2 separate regions of the Sus scrofa genome follow, and region 1 is linked to region 2. A link is a contact called in public Hi-C data. All regions are on one chromosome and are shown on one strand. The core of a region is the stretch at or near the end of the contact, and the rest is flanking DNA. Distances in the headings are between cores, read along the strand shown. Region 1 overlaps LOC106510680 (a long non-coding RNA gene). Region 2 overlaps LOC106510680 (a long non-coding RNA gene).

The links. A called contact is a pair of places that touch in the nucleus more often than the background predicts.
Region 1: a contact with region 2 is called in a Hi-C map of liver, with 2.5 times the contacts expected there. The contact joins two enhancer-like sites. A contact is called at or near these places in 1 of 5 promoter capture datasets (liver) and 2 of 47 Hi-C or Micro-C datasets (liver and skeletal muscle).

The regions. Positions count from the first base shown.
Region 1 is chr6:107,753,153-107,755,852 of Sscrofa11.1, forward strand. All of the region lies in intron 2 of LOC106510680 (a long non-coding RNA gene), which reads right to left. Among named protein-coding and RNA genes, the nearest start is that of RBBP8, 170 kb to the right of the region's middle. Within about 2 kb of position 1,334, at least 27 of the 83 cell types and tissues checked have an H3K27ac peak or open chromatin away from gene starts, as enhancers often do. A contact at or near this core is called in liver, where this site is marked.
Region 2 is chr6:107,698,575-107,701,274 of Sscrofa11.1, forward strand. The region is part of intron 3 of LOC106510680 (a long non-coding RNA gene); the gene reads right to left. Among named protein-coding and RNA genes, the nearest start is that of RBBP8, 220 kb to the right of the region's middle. Within about 2 kb of position 1,342, at least 30 of the 83 cell types and tissues checked have an H3K27ac peak or open chromatin away from gene starts, as enhancers often do. A contact at or near this core is called in liver, where this site is marked.

The sequences.
Region 1 (2,700 bases), core at 84-2,583, 55 kb after region 2:
CAAACCTAAACTTATTTCCTGACTCTACTTAAAACAGGAAAATTAATACCTACTCTACAGGAAAAAAAGAAAAAAAAAAGAAATAATGTGTAAAGCACTTGGTAGCCAAAAGATTGACTTCTTTCCATCCAGAAGACCTACGACTTAAAGCAACTTTTTTTTTTTCTTTTTTTCTTTTTAGGGCCGCACCCATGGCCATATATGGAGGTTCCCAGGCTAGGAGTCAAATTGGAGCTGTAGCCGCCAGCCTATGCCACAGCCACAGCAACACTGGATCCCAGCCACATCTGCTCACATCAATGCCGGATCCCCACTGAGCGAGGCCAGGGATCAAACCCACAATCTTATGGTTCCTAGTCGGGTTTGTTTCCGCTGCACCACAACGGGAACTCCCTTAAAGCAACTGTAATAAGCACTGTTTCTTGACTCTTGATACCACGCACCTCCAGTTTTAATCATATTGAACAAACCTACCTTCAAACTCTTCCATTAAATAGAAAATTATTCAACCTCAGTTTTTTTCTTTTATAAAATGGAGATAGTATGTTGTGTTTGGAATGGATAGGCAATGGGGCCCTACTGTACAGCACAGGGAACTGTGTGTGATTGGGCCACTTTGCTGTACAACAGAACTTGAAGAACTTGTAAATCAACTATACTTTAATAAATTAAAATAAAATAAAATGGAGATAATAATAGAACCTTGTTCATAGGGTTAGCAGAGCAGATAAGAAGGTGCATGCAAACACTTAACCTGGTGTCTGATACATAATAAATTTTAGCTAATAGAACTGAAATAATAGCAATAGCAATAACATTTCAGATATGTTCTAATTATCACTTTAACAAACACTTAGAGGGGCCGGCAGCAAAGTTATAAGAGTAGTTTGCCCTTCTTTCCTTCTTAGGTTTCCTTGGCTCTATTTCTCTCTCTCCCTTCCCGGGGCAGGTCTGTTTCAGTTCAGCTGCTGGCTGGAACATCTGGCAGGGTGCCCACCCTTGACGTTTTCTGTTTGGAGAGCCAACAGGGTGGGGAGTTGGGGGTTTGATCATCTTCACCACTAAGACACTGGAATCTGTTGAGTTAAACATTGCCCTACTGTTACCATCCCCTCCCTCGCTTCCTCCCTCCCTGTGAATGAATCTGGAAAGAATGAACCTGAAGTCTAACTTGAACAGCTATAAAACCTTTATGGTACGTGGGCTGCTCCTTGGGGAGTAGGGCATTAGCCTCCCTGTTCGTTCCTGGAGTAAACATAGCGCGTCAGCGTTTTCCCTAACACGGGGTCAATGTCTGAGGGAGCGGTGCTCTCGGTGCCTGGCACCTGCTGGTGTGGAGAGGTCTGTTGGCAGCAATACACTGCAATCAGCTTTGATGACGGCACTAAGTACGGAGCTCACTGCTCCAGTGCCTTTTAATTCCCCAAGTAATATTTATCCCATAATAGCACACCTCCAAGACTCTATACTTCTGCTCAATGCTCTACACTTACAGAATTCCTTAAGAATTTATTCCATGTTCTTGGGTAAGACTATATTAGATAATAGAATACACTTATGTGTTACAATATATTATATGGTACCCATGTAGCCAACATTAAATTCACACTGATTTTTTAAAAATCATCTCTGTGGAAAAAAACCCAAAAAGAACTTCTCTCTTTCTTGGAAGTGCATGCTGATTCTTGATTCAGGCTTTGGGGTTGCCCCACTGTCTTGTTTGATGTCACCCATAAAATGCTGGCTCCTTGATGATAACAGTCAGTCTCTAGACCCTCAGTGTATGATTTATTACAGGTGCTATCTTTGAAGGATTAAAGTTATGGCACCTTTCTATAACTGTTGACTATTTACCTGAAACTTTACCATTTGTGAAAGCAGGTCTGTAACCCTTTTTGATTCTATGGAAGGGATAAAGAAGAACAGAATTCATTTTATTGGAGGTCACAACTATTCTTCTTTCTCTTTGTTTCTAGCCTGTGCCCACCAAACAGTCATGTTTTATGCCCAGTAAGTACTTTTTCCCCAGTCAGTTCCCCAAAGGCCTCTCTGTCCACACAGCCATTCTCATCCCTATGACACATTCATTTGGATTCTACTGTAGACTCAATTAGACCACACCCTGGGTAGAAGAACTGTTAATTGCCTACAAGCATCAGGCCACTAAAAGCTAGTGACATCCAACAACTAGATATCCATAATGATTGATACATTACATGACATGATCTTGGGAGCTCAGTTTGGAGCCCTAGTGCCATTTTACTATCAAAGATGATGACATTGAGAAGTTCAGCCTCTTAACTGTGGTTACCTAATTACTACAGAAGCAGTGCCATAGTTGGGGCTAAAATGAAGACAGTAGAGAGAATCTCAGAAAAATCTCAAAATAGTAGGAGGAGGAGGAAATAGAAACAACCTTGGTTGGCAAAGGTAAAAATTACTCTGAACATTTTACATTAACAAAAAAACTTTAAAAATTCAATCCCTGATTACAATCCCGGTTTGATTTATTGTAGATTTGATTATAGTTCCTTTCTGCGATGAAAAATAACTGAGCTGGGGACTAATTTAGTCATCAAATATTTTCCATAAACAAGCCAAACCAGAATCTATGAGTATATTTCCTCTGAGGTGTGAGTTCATTGTAAACCTTAATCTAATCTCAGAATCAAATTCTATAAATTTATACTTCTTTTATAA
Region 2 (2,700 bases), core at 92-2,591:
TGAGGACAGAGATTTTTGTGCCTTTTGTTTTTTTATTTGTCTCAAGAACCTAGAAGAGTACCTGGCACTCAACCACTATTGGTTGAATGAATTACTATATTTCAACCATAGTCAGCAACGTAGATAACAGTTAATTATTTGTAAACTAGGTAAGTCCTGCTACCAAAGTTAGGAGCTTTCTAGCAGAATTCCCTCCAGCCCTTCTCTTTCCTGGGACAACTCTGGCTTCAGGAGGGCCCAGAGAAGGTGAGCAGAAGAGGTCAGGGAGGAAGGGAGATGGACAGGAGTCACAGAACAGCCACCACACAAGACTGACCCTGTATTGATTATTGATTTGGTTTGTTCTCACTGAATGTGTCTATAAGATATGGAAATCCCTCGTCTGGTCACTGGTCAGCCCTGATACAGGGCTGCAGAATTACAAAAGACAAGGGCTAACCTTGTTACTGGCTGAGGAGGGCTCAACAGGCAAAAGTGACTTCTTCAGGGCCTTCTAGCACCAAGGACACGCCGCCCGCAATCTTTCTTCTCTGAGATTAACCTGGCCTGGAGCCACAGTAAACACTCAATCTCCCTTACAGGGAGGAAAGATTAAATATCTGATTAAAATTTTTGGCTGCTAATTTATTGAACTTGGATGGATGAACCGTTTGGAAGTCACATGACTTTCCCTGTGTGTCTGCTGTTGTTGTTCCACAGAGAGAGGTCAGGGCTCCGCGTGGGTGTGTGGGGGCTGGTAGGCCAAGGGGCCATCTTTGAAAACTTAGGGGCCAGTTCTTTCCCAGTTAGTTGGGGAATGTCCACATCGACTGTGGCAGTTTCTGTTTCAACCTCTCACTCTGTTCTTGGCGCTTGGTGGCTTTGGTTTGTCTCAGCCCTCCCCCGCCTATTGTTCTGAGCCGCCCAGCGAAATGATGTCATGGGCAGCTTAGAAGTATACAGGAAGTCTTCAAAGCCGAATGACTTCAATATACTTCATTCCGTGGACTCTGGCTGCTGGCTCTGGGTGGAAACCACACCCCATAGACCTGGGAGAGGCAGCCGTAGGATGACATCCTCTCTCCTCTCCTCCTGCCATTCCATTCTCTCTCTCACCCACGTGGCCAGGGCACCCACCCCTCACCTCCAACGGAAGGTCTTGGACAGAAGCCACCAACAGCGGCGGGAAGGGAAGCCAGAGGAATAGGAGGTCAAAGGGAGTTTCCTCAGAAAAACAGGGGCACGGGATTCTCAGGAGAACCAAAGGTCACCTTTACCAGCCTTTGGGTGATAGAGTCAATCAATTTAGCTGAGCTGGCAGTCATGGAAATGTCCCCAGAGAGGGCAAAGTGACAGAAACCACAAGGGACTTGCCTCGACTTGCCAGCTGCAGCCAGAGGGCTGCATGGAGACTGCTGCCCAGTGATTTGGAGTAAACAGGATGCAGTTTGTAACAGAATAATAACAAAAATATGCTCAGGGCTGTATAGTTTCCTCCGTGTGCCTTTATGTATATTCCTGTATGAGTCCATCACCAAAACCTTGTGAAGCAGCAGCCCTACTTTACCAATGGGGATCAAAAACAAAGAACAGAGAGAACTTTTTTACTTCTCAAGGTCACCAGCTCAAGGGTAGAACTAGAACTCAAGTCCAAATCCCATATGCTTCCCAGCCCTCCATTCTGTGCTCAAACTGGGGTCCTAGCCTCCTTTCCTCATTACTATTCTGCATAGAAATTGCCCCAAATTAGTCTTTGGCCAGCTATGGAGTTTGTAGTACCATTCCATCCTATGGAACTACTAGAACTTTCCTTTGCCCCCTGTAAATGACACAGTTTGTGCCTAACCCTGGTGCCTTTGCCTGTCTGTGTCTGCTCAACCCTCTGAGACTTTGGAGATAACTGCTTTCACATGTCCACAGACTGGCCCTTGCAAACTATGTCGTGTGAGCCAGTGAAAAGGTCTCTTGCTCTGGCTTTCTAGACTTCCAGTACAATCTCAGCATATGGTGAAGTAGAAAGAACTCCGACTTTGGGGTTAGAGTAAGCTCAGCTCCAGCAGCAGCTTTTACACTTACTCACTGTGAGACCTGGGAAGATCTCTCTGAGCCTACTTTCTTACATAGATATGGGAAATATTCATACTTGAGAGTTATTGTGAGGATTAAATGGAACACCTAATATACGGCACCTGGTACAATTGCTACATCTTAAATCTTACTTCAAATATTACTTTTTTAACTTACGCTTGGATGTAACATTCATTGAGGGGAGCTTTCTGTAATTGAATAACAAGCTTATTAATTAGAAAAATATTACTTGGCTGTTCACTAAGTCCAAAAAAAAGAAACAAAAGCAACATGACTTTGGTTACATGATGAAATAACAAAAGATATACTAATGATTAATCTGCAGAGTAAAATTAAAATTCTACCATTCGATAATAATACGTAGTAAAAAGAAAAAAAAGAAAAAGAGTCAGGGAAGAAAATGTATACTATTCATGTACTTGTATTTGTCAAGAAACAGTCCAACTTTTTTGTTGTATTCTCTAATGGTCGCATTATAATGAGGACACTGTCTTGATTCCAGATATCAAGTACCCCGGCTTACTTGGAGACATAAGTGAGTGTAGGCTGCTCTTCCTTAGGGTCCAACCTGAAAGCAGCAGAAGTCCCAAGCTCATGCAGGAGGAGAGCAGCACTGCTGTTAGACACGAATGG